3 separate regions of the Mus musculus genome follow, and regions 2 and 3 are each linked to region 1. Evidence: chromatin contacts called from public ChIA-PET and HiChIP or PLAC-seq data. All regions are on one chromosome and are shown on one strand. The core of a region is the stretch at or near the end of the contact, and the rest is flanking DNA. Distances in the headings are between cores, read along the strand shown. Region 1 holds the start of Art2b (ADP-ribosyltransferase 2b). Region 2 has its middle 27 kb from the start of Clpb. Region 3 has its middle 36 kb from the start of Art2b.

Region 1 (3,131 bases), core at 207-2,706:
GGAACTCTCACAGATTGTCTTGTCAGATTCAGTAGAAATTCTGTGGAAAGTAACACAACAGGCTTAGGTAATTATGGAGTGGAGTTTTTGTGGTTTCCCAAAAGACAGAAGATAGGAAGGAATAAAGGGTCACAGTGAGTGACCACTCTTCCTTACTCCTGCAACTCAGGGGACACTTTAAATCTCCACCCTCAAGAAGCAGTGAAAACAATAAACATCCATAACTCTAAAGAAGGCAGGCCGTGTTGGTCTATTACCTTTCTTTCTCCTTTTCTTTATGTGTGTACATGACACCTACTCATGCGTGTGCTTGCATGTGTGGGGACATGGATGTGCTTGCATGTGCTTGCATGTGTGGGGACATGCATGTGGAAGCAGAGGACAACCTCTGCTCTATTCACTCAGGCACTGTCCACCAGTTTTGTAAAGACAGGGTTTCCCACGGGCCTGAGACACATCGAGTAGGCTGTTCTGTCTAGTGAAGTTCGGGGGATCACACAAATCCATTTCTTTCCAACTCCCAGTGCTGGAATTACAAGTGCATTCTCCGTACCCTGATTTTCTCCTTAGGGCTCTGGGAATCAAACTCGGGTCTATGTTTGCAAGGCAAATATGGTACACACTGAGCTATCTCCTCAGTTTGTGTTTTCTATTATTTTCACAAAATTCTTAATGCTGTAAAGTTTACAATCAATGTGTCCACTTAGTTCACAGTCTAACTACCATGGCAGTGCTGGCTGGTTAGGGTTTTCCTGGCAGAGTCACAATGTGGCAGAGAAGCCACTGCCATGTGCAGAAGGGAGTACATGCAAGAGAGGAAACCAGACAGGCAGAGGCTGGACTTGCTCTTGCAAAAACTGAGTAGGATCCCACAAGACTCAATCGATCTCTTCTGATGGTGATGCCCTCCAGGACCTGGTCCCTTCCCAATAGACCTCACCTCTTAAAGGTTTCATTACCTTCATATGGGCACACTGGCTCATTGGAGGACAGCCATAGCCAATATAGAACATAGTGAGTACTGATACAATTAAGAGACTTCATTCAGAGGTATCAAGTTGACTGAGAGCCCCAAGGTAATCCAACACAGACAACAGTTTACATATCTGGGCAAAGAAAAACACCACAGCCTATCAGCGATCTGCAAACATATGTCTTGTCCGTTTTCCTCAGGACATCTGTGCATCTCTGAGTACTAACAAGATTAATTAATCATAGCTCCTTACTAGATAGATAGAGAAGATATTGATGACCACATCACTGGTAAGGGACCCAAGCAGATTGGTTCACAGAGTCCTGATATGCCATTCTGGGAGTAGTGTGAGCAGGAGCCTGGATGCGACATAGACACTGAGTCATTACCCCAGAGCTGCTCCATCAACAGAATGTTAATCGACTGTGTGCACACCTCTTTCATTGTCTTATATTTGCTTGCAGCTGTTTTTTAACTTGACGATGACATCAAAAATTTTCAAGTTCTTCCTAACTTGGTGGCTAACCCAGCAGGTAATATTCTCAACCCACATCCTGTTGACCTCTCTTTCCCCTGCCCACCTCTTTGCAATATGACAGTTCCCACAGTTGAGTCTGTGGTAGCGGATGTTGGAGAGCATGAACCTTTGAAGAGGTAATATAGAGATAATATCACAGAGCTGTGTGTGTGTGGGGGGGGTGAATATGAGCAATCTGCAATGATATATGAATATGCAAAGGTCATGATGAGGCCTCTTGTTTTGTGTGCTCACTAAAGAACTAATTGAGTAAACAAGGAAGTATAGTATCTGCAAACACACAGGAGTCAGAGATCTCAGCCTTGCCTTTCTCCCTTCTGAGGATGGAATGAGATTGTGTCCATGCCTGAGCCATGTGTGAGGTGGGTGTATGTGACATCTCATGCTGCAGGCTCCACAGCATCCAGCACATGCTGGGAACTTAGCAAACTTAGTGGTAACAGAGGGCCCTGCTTTTTTCTTTCAGGTGACTGGCCTTGCAGTGCCTTTCATGCTAGACATGGCTCCTAATGCATTTGATGATCAGTATGAGAGCTGTGTCGAAGACATGGAGAAAAAGGCACCCCAGCTGTTACAAGAAGACTTCAACATGAATGAGGAATTAAAACTTGAGTGGGAAAAAGCAGAGATAAATTGGAAAGAGATCAAAAACAGTACGAGTTATCCGGCAGGTTTCCATGATTTCCATGGGACAGCTTTAGTTGCCTACACTGGGAACCTCGCTATAGATTTTAACAGAGCTGTTAGAGACTTCAAGAAAAGTCCGGATAACTTCCACTACAAGGCCTTCCATTACTACTTAACAAGAGCTGTTCAGCTTTTGAATGACCAGGGTTGTAGTTTAGTTTACCGAGGTACTAAAGTCATGTTTGAATACACTGGGAAGGGCTCTGTGCGATTTGGGCAGTTCAGTTCTTCATCTTTAACAAAGAGAGTAGCTCTTTCTTCAAATTTTTTCAGTAATCATGGGACACTATTTATCATCAGAACCTGCTTGGGGGTTAATATCAAAGAATTCTCCTCATTCCCTCGTGAAGAGGAGGTGTTAATTCCAGGCTATGAAGTATATCACAAAGTCACAGCACAAAATGATAATGGGTATAATGAAATATTTCTGGACTCCCCAGAAAGGAAGAAGAGCAACTTCAATTGCTTCTATAATGGTTCTGCTCAAACAGTCAACATTGATTTCAGTATATCAGGTGAGTCTGTCTGTGTTAGAGATGGAGCTGGCAGGGGACCTCATGAAATGGAAGAGGAGGTGCTCCCTACTTGAAGCAATATGATAGACAGTGCACATGGTGAGGGTCTGGAACAGTGAATGGTAGCATTGGTAAAGACAAGGACATGTGCTGCAGTAATGGTACATCAGAAATGATTGAAACAGTGAGCCATATCAGGAAAAAAACTATTACCAGTCAGAGTAGCCCTGACACCCTGAAGGGTTTCTGATAACATGAGAAGTCTTTGGAGGCAGAAGTGGAACTATGGGAAGAGATCACAGGGATTTTATGTGTTTGCATAGAGAAATTTTGAATTTGGATTAATCCCAGGGAAATCATGAGACCTACCCAGGTACAGAGTACATCAAGAAGGATTCTGTCCATGTGGGCCAAAAGG
Region 2 (3,131 bases), core at 314-2,813, 55 kb before region 1:
TCTTTCTTCCTTCCTTTCTTTCTTTCTTTCTTTCTTTCTTTCTTTCTTTCTTTCTTTCTTTCTTTCTTTCTTCCTTCCTTCCTTCCTTCCTTTCTTTCTTTCTTTCTTTCTTTCTTTCTTTCTTTCTTTCTCTCTTTCTTTCCCTCTAGACACAGTTTCTCTGTGTTGTCTTAGCTGTCCTGATACTCACTCTGTAGACCAGGCTGCTGGCCTCAGACTCACAGAGATCCACCTGCTCCTGCCTCCCGAGTGCTGGGATTAAAGGCCTGCCCCACCACCACTCAGCCTTTTTTTTTTTTTCTTAACATGTGCTGTGAGGATTCAAACTCAGGTCTGCAGGCTTGCAGGGTATCTCCTGAGCCATCTCCTGACCCACACATTTCTTATTTACCCATCTGATGATGGCAATGTAGGTATAGAACATGTTTCTTGGCTGTAATGAATTTTTTACATGTCTTCTATTCTTTCTTTATCTGATATAAAGTCTCAGTCTGTAGTCCAGCTGTTGTGGATCTCATGGTCCTCATGCCACAGCTTCCTCAGTGCTCTGATTATAAAGTAAACAACAATGCCCACTTTGCATTATTTTCCATCAGAGCCTAATGTTCATTCAAGTATAAATGTCAGTCCTTTCCCTATCATATCCTTATATTGTTTTTGACTCTTGGATAAACAGTACCCTTACAACAACTAGCAAACAATGGTTGGAACCTATGGCGGACATTGGAAGCCTGTGGAATGCACACACACACACACACACACACACACACACACACACACACAGGAACACACACAAGCACGCTAGTATGAGTGCATGTGTGTGTTCCTATATATACATATGTATATGTATGTATATGAGAGTTTAGCTTCTGAGTAGAATGACATTTCTTCTGCTTTCTTCCTCTCATTTCATTTAGAGCTGGACAATAAGTACGTCTTTGGTGCTGCAGGTTTAGACAGCGAAGCTGCTTCTCCATTCTGAGCCTAGAGATTGTATGCATACTGTTGATTCTTTGGTGTAGCTGGGAAATACACGTTGTTTATTTTGTGATTCTTTACTTTTCCATTTGTGTTTCTTTTCTCTCTTTGAGTAGGAAGCTTACCCCTCTTTCCAGCAATGAACACCCCCCCCCCACTTCACTGCTGTGTAGAACCAGACCACAAACATAGACAAGGACAAGCAAGTTTTAGGCCTCCTGTGCCCAGGTTAGATCTAGGATTTTCTGGGGTACTGTTATCCAGAAGGGGGGAAATGGTGGACAGAGAACAGAGCTGGCTTTCTGGAATCCAAAGGATTTTGAAGCCATTTGGATAGAATCAAAGGCCTTGGTGGCAGAGAGTGGCCACATGTACACTGTCTTAGTTAGAGTCTCTATTGCTGTGAGTAGACCCAATGACGAAGGCAACTCTTGTAAAGGAACACATGGGGTTGGCTTACAGTTTCAGAAATTTAGTCTATTATTCTCATGGTGGGAAACATGGTGGCAGTTGGGCAGACATGGTGCTGGAGAAGGAGCTGAGATCTACATCTTGATCTGCAGGCAGATGAAGGGAACTGTGTGCCACACTAGGTCTCATTTGAACACATGAAACCTCAAAGTCTACCCTCAGTGACCCACTTCCTCCAACAAGGCCTAATAGTGCCACTCCCTGTGAAAAAGCATTCAAACACTAGAGTCTATGGGGGCCATTCTACTTAAACCGCCACATTCACCAAACCTCTTTCTTTGCCTTCCTGGCATATTCTGGGGCTCCCTCTCTATTCTTCCCGGCAGGAGTGTGTGGCCATAGGACTGGGTTCTGCCAGCAGAGTTTGAGAAGTAATGTTTGGCATCTCAAGATGTTCTCACATAAGGGAAATTGGTGAAACAGAAACAGTCACCCAGCCTGTTCACTACTGCCCAGGGCGCACACCTGTCGTCTCCTTCCTCTCCTTTTATGTATAATTTTAGGTGTCTCCACAGACACAAACCACACATTACTTCATGCTCACTTTGGAGTGACAATACAGTTACTTGTGTCCTCTGTGTCCAGCTCCCAGTTCAAGATTCCTAGCTACAACCTGCAGCCAGAGTTCATAGTATTTCTCATGATATGACTATTGACAGACTATCCAGCAGCTGCAAAGCAAAGTGTCTCCCTCTGACTCTCTCACAGTGCTTTTTCCCTACTACTGGGCACCCTCTCTGGGTGATAGAAATGTAAGGAGTTGGCAAAGTGAGATAAGGACAAGAGATAATTGTCTTGGTCTCTTTGGGTTGTGACCTCTGCAACACTGATGGAAGGGATTCGTGGGACAGTGGCATTTGCCATGCAGGCTGAGAGATAAAAGCTACCCTCAGGTTGTACTCCTTGTTGGGTTCAGTGAGAACTTTTGTGTTTTTCTAGTAAATCACTATCCCTTTCTGCTCATGCCCAAAATCTTCGTGTTTTGTTTATTTGATTTTTGAGACAAGACCTCATGTAACCTTGAATCTCTTATGTCACAGAGGATGACCTTGAACTACTGATCCTTTTACTGGAAAATGGGGGAAGGGTATCACTCTAGCATAGGCTGACCTGGAGTTTACCCTGTGGTCCAGGCTGCCTTGGAACTCATGGCACCTTCCTACCTCAGCATGAGTAGCAGGATTAATAGGTATATGTTACCTGTGATGGTTTGTATGTGCTCGGCCCAGAGAATGGCATTGTTAGACAGTGTGGCCCAGTTGGAGGAGTTGTGTCACTGTGGGTGTGGGCTTTATGACCCTCATCCTAGCTTCCTGGAAGGCAGTATTCTGCTAGCAAGCAGCCTTCAGATGAAGATGTTGAACTCTCAGCTCTTCCTGAACCATGCCTATCTGGATGCTGCCATGTTCTCACCTTGATAATGGACTGAAACTCTGAACCTGTAAGCCAGCCCCAATTAAATGTTGTCCTTTATTAAGAGTTGCCTTGGTCATGGTGTCTCTTCACAGCAGTAAAACCCTAACCAAGACAGCCCCTCATCATACCCTGGAATGGGACCCTGGAATAGGACTCCTGGCCAGAGACGGGCCTCCAACACCCTCATAAGCTGTCCTTCACCCTCACAAGCTGTCTTTCTCCCTCAAAGCTGGGCTGCCAGTCACTCAGCCCCTTTCACTTCCCTT
Region 3 (3,131 bases), core at 342-2,841, 36 kb before region 1:
AGGTGGGTGGACTTTATCAATGTCTCTTCTGTAGAGCTTTTTATTGCTGTTTTGAGAACACCACCACCACCACCAACAACAACAAAGAACAAAGCAACCTAAAAATAGGATAAAGAGCCCAGCAACAGATCCACATGTTATTTATGAGTGGGATTTATGACAGACTCCACTTCACTTTGTCAGGGCTATTTAAAAAATCGGGTCGATGAGATAACTGTGTTGGAAAAAGGAACCCTGACCCCACTTATACAGTCATTGAAAGTTAATTCAGAGCGGGCTACCGCCTTCAGTGTGGGGCTAGAATGAAGTAGCCGAGTTTCTTGGAGAATATAGATGGAGCAGATATACTAAGAAGAACATGGTGAGCTGAATTTCATCAACATGAAGAATTTCTGTACATCAAAAGACATCATTAACAGAGAAAAAGAGAGGCCACAGACAGGAGTATATATTTGTGGAACATGTACTGGCATGGTCATCCAGAAAGCTATATATCACATATATCAAGCTGTCAGTCAGCATTGCATTGCTGTAACACACACCCGAGGTAGTTAACTTACAAAGCAAAAAGGGGTTGGCTGTATATATAGGCAGAAGTAGAGCATGAGGTTGAGATAGAGAGAGGTTTATTTTAGTTCGAAGTTTCAGAGATTGCAGGCTGTGGTTGATTGGTTGGCCAGTGGTTTTGGGCTGATGATAGCACACCATGGTAGGAGCATGTGACAAAACGAAACTGCTTACCTCGTGCTCAGAAAACTAAAGTGAAAAAGAAAGGCCCAGATCCCACTGTTACCTTGGACAGTATAAACCCTCCCTCCCATAAGTCCCACTCCATAGAGGTCTACCGCCTCCCATGGTGCTACCTAGGGACCAGGCCTTCGGGGGTATACTTACAATGCAAACTACGGCAGGAATGTTAGTCATCAGTGAAGAATAATGAACAACTAATATATACAAAAAAACCCCCAGAAGAGTCTTAAAAACTTAGTGCAAAATGCAACTTGCTTCATTCTAGCCAAACATCAAAGAGAAAAGAGTCTGTGACTGCATCACCCATATGGCGGCAAAGGCTGAGTGGGATTGCGGATCCTACCCTCATCTGCAGTGAGGCACTGAGCTCCCTGCTGGGGGAACAGCGGGAAAGCTGAGTAAGGAGCTGGGACTCTCATCCCGCTGAGCCTTAATAAGACTCCCCCATACTGCAGAGACTGTGCAGGGAGCCTGGCCTGTCATTTCCTACAAGGCCCTCCCAGGGAGCCCTCCTCCTTTTGCACAGATGGAACCTGGCAGTTGGAGGCTGGGTGGAGAACTTGTCCTACCCACACTTGGCAACACTGAGGTGGAGCGTGGAGCCCCTCGTGTTGCTAGAACAGGTTTAAGTAAGACCCAGAGTCTCATCGCACAAACACCCACGATTTCTGGGTTTAAGTCACCCACTATTTTGATCATGCTGTGCTTGCCTGTTCAGGTTTTCATTCACCAGTACCCCTAGTCTGGGTGCCATGAACACCAGAATTTATGTCACAGCCATGGAGGCTGTAACATCTTCAGAACAAAGTACAAGGCAGTTTGGCTCCCCACGAGTCTCTCTCTTTTTTGGCAAGTAGATGCCCACTTCCTGCTGCATCCTCCATTACAGGCAACTCTGTGCTCACAGGAGGGCCAGAAAGAGAACACGTTTTTGATGTTCTGCCATGACCATTGAGGGTCCTGGAACCTTGACTGGGGCAGCAAAGGAATGAAGAAAGGACAGACACACATACAGAAAGCTGGGGTCCAATGGGTGTCTGGGCAGTGATGAATCTGCATCTATATATCCAGCAACCTGGAACCACAACCTGGAACCTCAGTGCATTTATTATGCACAGTACAGAGGGCCGGACTGGTTAGTCTAGGTAGGAGGTCTTCATAGATGAGCAGTCTCAGGCTATAAACATACTGGAAGAGGAAGCCACGGTTGCTAGTTTTTGTACACACTGCTCCATCCATTCTAACTGGGACCCCCAAGGAAGGGTTTGACATCCTTCTTTAGCCTAGCCACTAAGGGGAAATGCTCTTGCCCTGCCCACATCAGAACTTCACTCAGGACCTCCTCTGCTTCCTACAGTGTTCTGTCCTCTGTCTCTGTCTCTCAATACAGGGTTCTCCCTATGTAGCCCAGGCTGGCTTCAAAGTTGGGATCCTTCTGCTTCAGCCTCCTGAGTGAAGGACAGCCCAGTGTGTCACCATAGCTGCCTCTTCTTCAGAGAGTATTATTCTCAGCAGAGCACAGCTCTACCCTTTACAATTCCATCTAACCTAATTACCTCTCTAAGGCTCCAATTTCAAGTGACCTCACATAGGGCATTAGGGAATTAATAGATGAATTTAAGGGGAATCAAGCATTTGGTCTCTACAGGATCAACCAAGAACCAGGAAAACCCCAAACTGAACTTGAAAAAAAGACAACCTCTAGAGGAGCTGAGGAGATAGCTTAGTGGATAGTGTTTACTACCTACTGAGTTCAGAACATGAGTTCAGATTCCTAAGCACGCATGCCTGGAGTGTTTGTCCAGTGAGTTCATTAACCCAGAACTGAGATGTGGGGTCAGTGAAAGAAAGGTCTCTGACCACTTATTGTGCAAGCAAATGGCCTCGAATAGCTCTAGCTATCTTTATTATACAGAGTTTCAGAGCATTCACACAGTTTCAGATTTTCCTTAATCATTATTCGAGAATCCCAATCAGTACTTATGAAATTTCATCTTAAGTTCTCCTTACTTCCTTGTCGTCAGTGATAACCTTTTCCCATCTCTAAGCAGGATTGTAGTACAATTCAAATGATTATGGCATAGTTAAGCACACCTGAGTATTGCCAGCCAGAATGATTTAAGTACTGTGTTACAAGCCAAGTGAACGTATTTACCCAGGTACATCTAGTTTGTGCACAGGCCGGCAGCAGACATGCAAGTTTCAAAGTACAAGACAATTAGAATCCAAACTAACTTTAGCAGGATTAAACCTTTGTGTTTTATCACCTCCTAATTCAGTATGCTCACAATGCATTGTAGGTTGTCTTTATGCCACAATCTGTCTGTGTTTTACAGTGTGGTCCTGCCCTATACAACTTTCCTATGAAGAGCAGAGACTAA

The links. HiChIP or PLAC-seq counts read pairs in DNA pulled down with a chosen protein or histone mark. ChIA-PET counts read pairs in DNA pulled down with a chosen protein or histone mark.
Region 2: an RNA polymerase II ChIA-PET map of effector CD8 T cells shows a contact between it and region 1, with 37 read pairs. The contact joins the enhancer-like site here to the promoter of Art2b in region 1. A contact is called at or near these places in 2 of 39 promoter capture datasets (both in liver), 8 of 484 Hi-C or Micro-C datasets (the AML12 cell line, CD4 T cells, CD8 T cells and 4 more), 2 of 115 datasets of contacts at active chromatin or transcription factors (effector CD8 T cells and memory CD8 T cells) and 4 of 9 other capture datasets (adipose tissue, liver, macrophages and 1 more).
Region 3: a CTCF HiChIP or PLAC-seq map of CD8 T cells shows a contact between it and region 1, with 21 read pairs. The contact joins the enhancer-like site here to the promoter of Art2b in region 1. A contact is called at or near these places in 2 of 39 promoter capture datasets (both in liver), 1 of 15 datasets of contacts at CTCF or cohesin (CD8 T cells), 12 of 484 Hi-C or Micro-C datasets (CD4 T cells, CD8 T cells, CD8 central memory T cells and 4 more), 5 of 115 datasets of contacts at active chromatin or transcription factors (CD8 T cells, effector CD8 T cells, embryonic stem cells and 2 more) and 4 of 9 other capture datasets (adipose tissue, liver, macrophages and 1 more).

Annotation. Positions count from the first base shown.
Region 1 is chr7:101,579,486-101,582,616 of GRCm38.p6, reverse strand. Art2b (ADP-ribosyltransferase 2b) reads left to right here and starts at 1,456. Exons shown (of 3, transcript NM_019915.3): 1 at 1,456-1,506; 2 at 1,978-2,713. The coding sequence starts at 1,456. Gm45995 (a long non-coding RNA gene) reads right to left here and starts at 1,696. Exons shown (of 2, transcript XR_001778239.2): 1 at 960-1,696; 2 at 1-40.
Region 2 is chr7:101,634,758-101,637,888 of GRCm38.p6, reverse strand. No RefSeq gene overlaps it. Among named protein-coding and RNA genes, the nearest start is that of Clpb, 27 kb to the left of the region's middle. Within about 2 kb of position 1,563, at least 24 of the 459 cell types and tissues checked have an H3K27ac peak or open chromatin away from gene starts, as enhancers often do. A contact at or near this core is called in CD8 T cells, CD8 central memory T cells, effector CD8 T cells and 1 more, where this site is marked.
Region 3 is chr7:101,616,066-101,619,196 of GRCm38.p6, reverse strand. No RefSeq gene overlaps it. Among named protein-coding and RNA genes, the nearest start is that of Art2b, 36 kb to the right of the region's middle. Within about 2 kb of position 1,591, at least 37 of the 459 cell types and tissues checked have an H3K27ac peak or open chromatin away from gene starts, as enhancers often do. A contact at or near this core is called in CD8 T cells, adipose tissue, liver and 2 more, where this site is marked.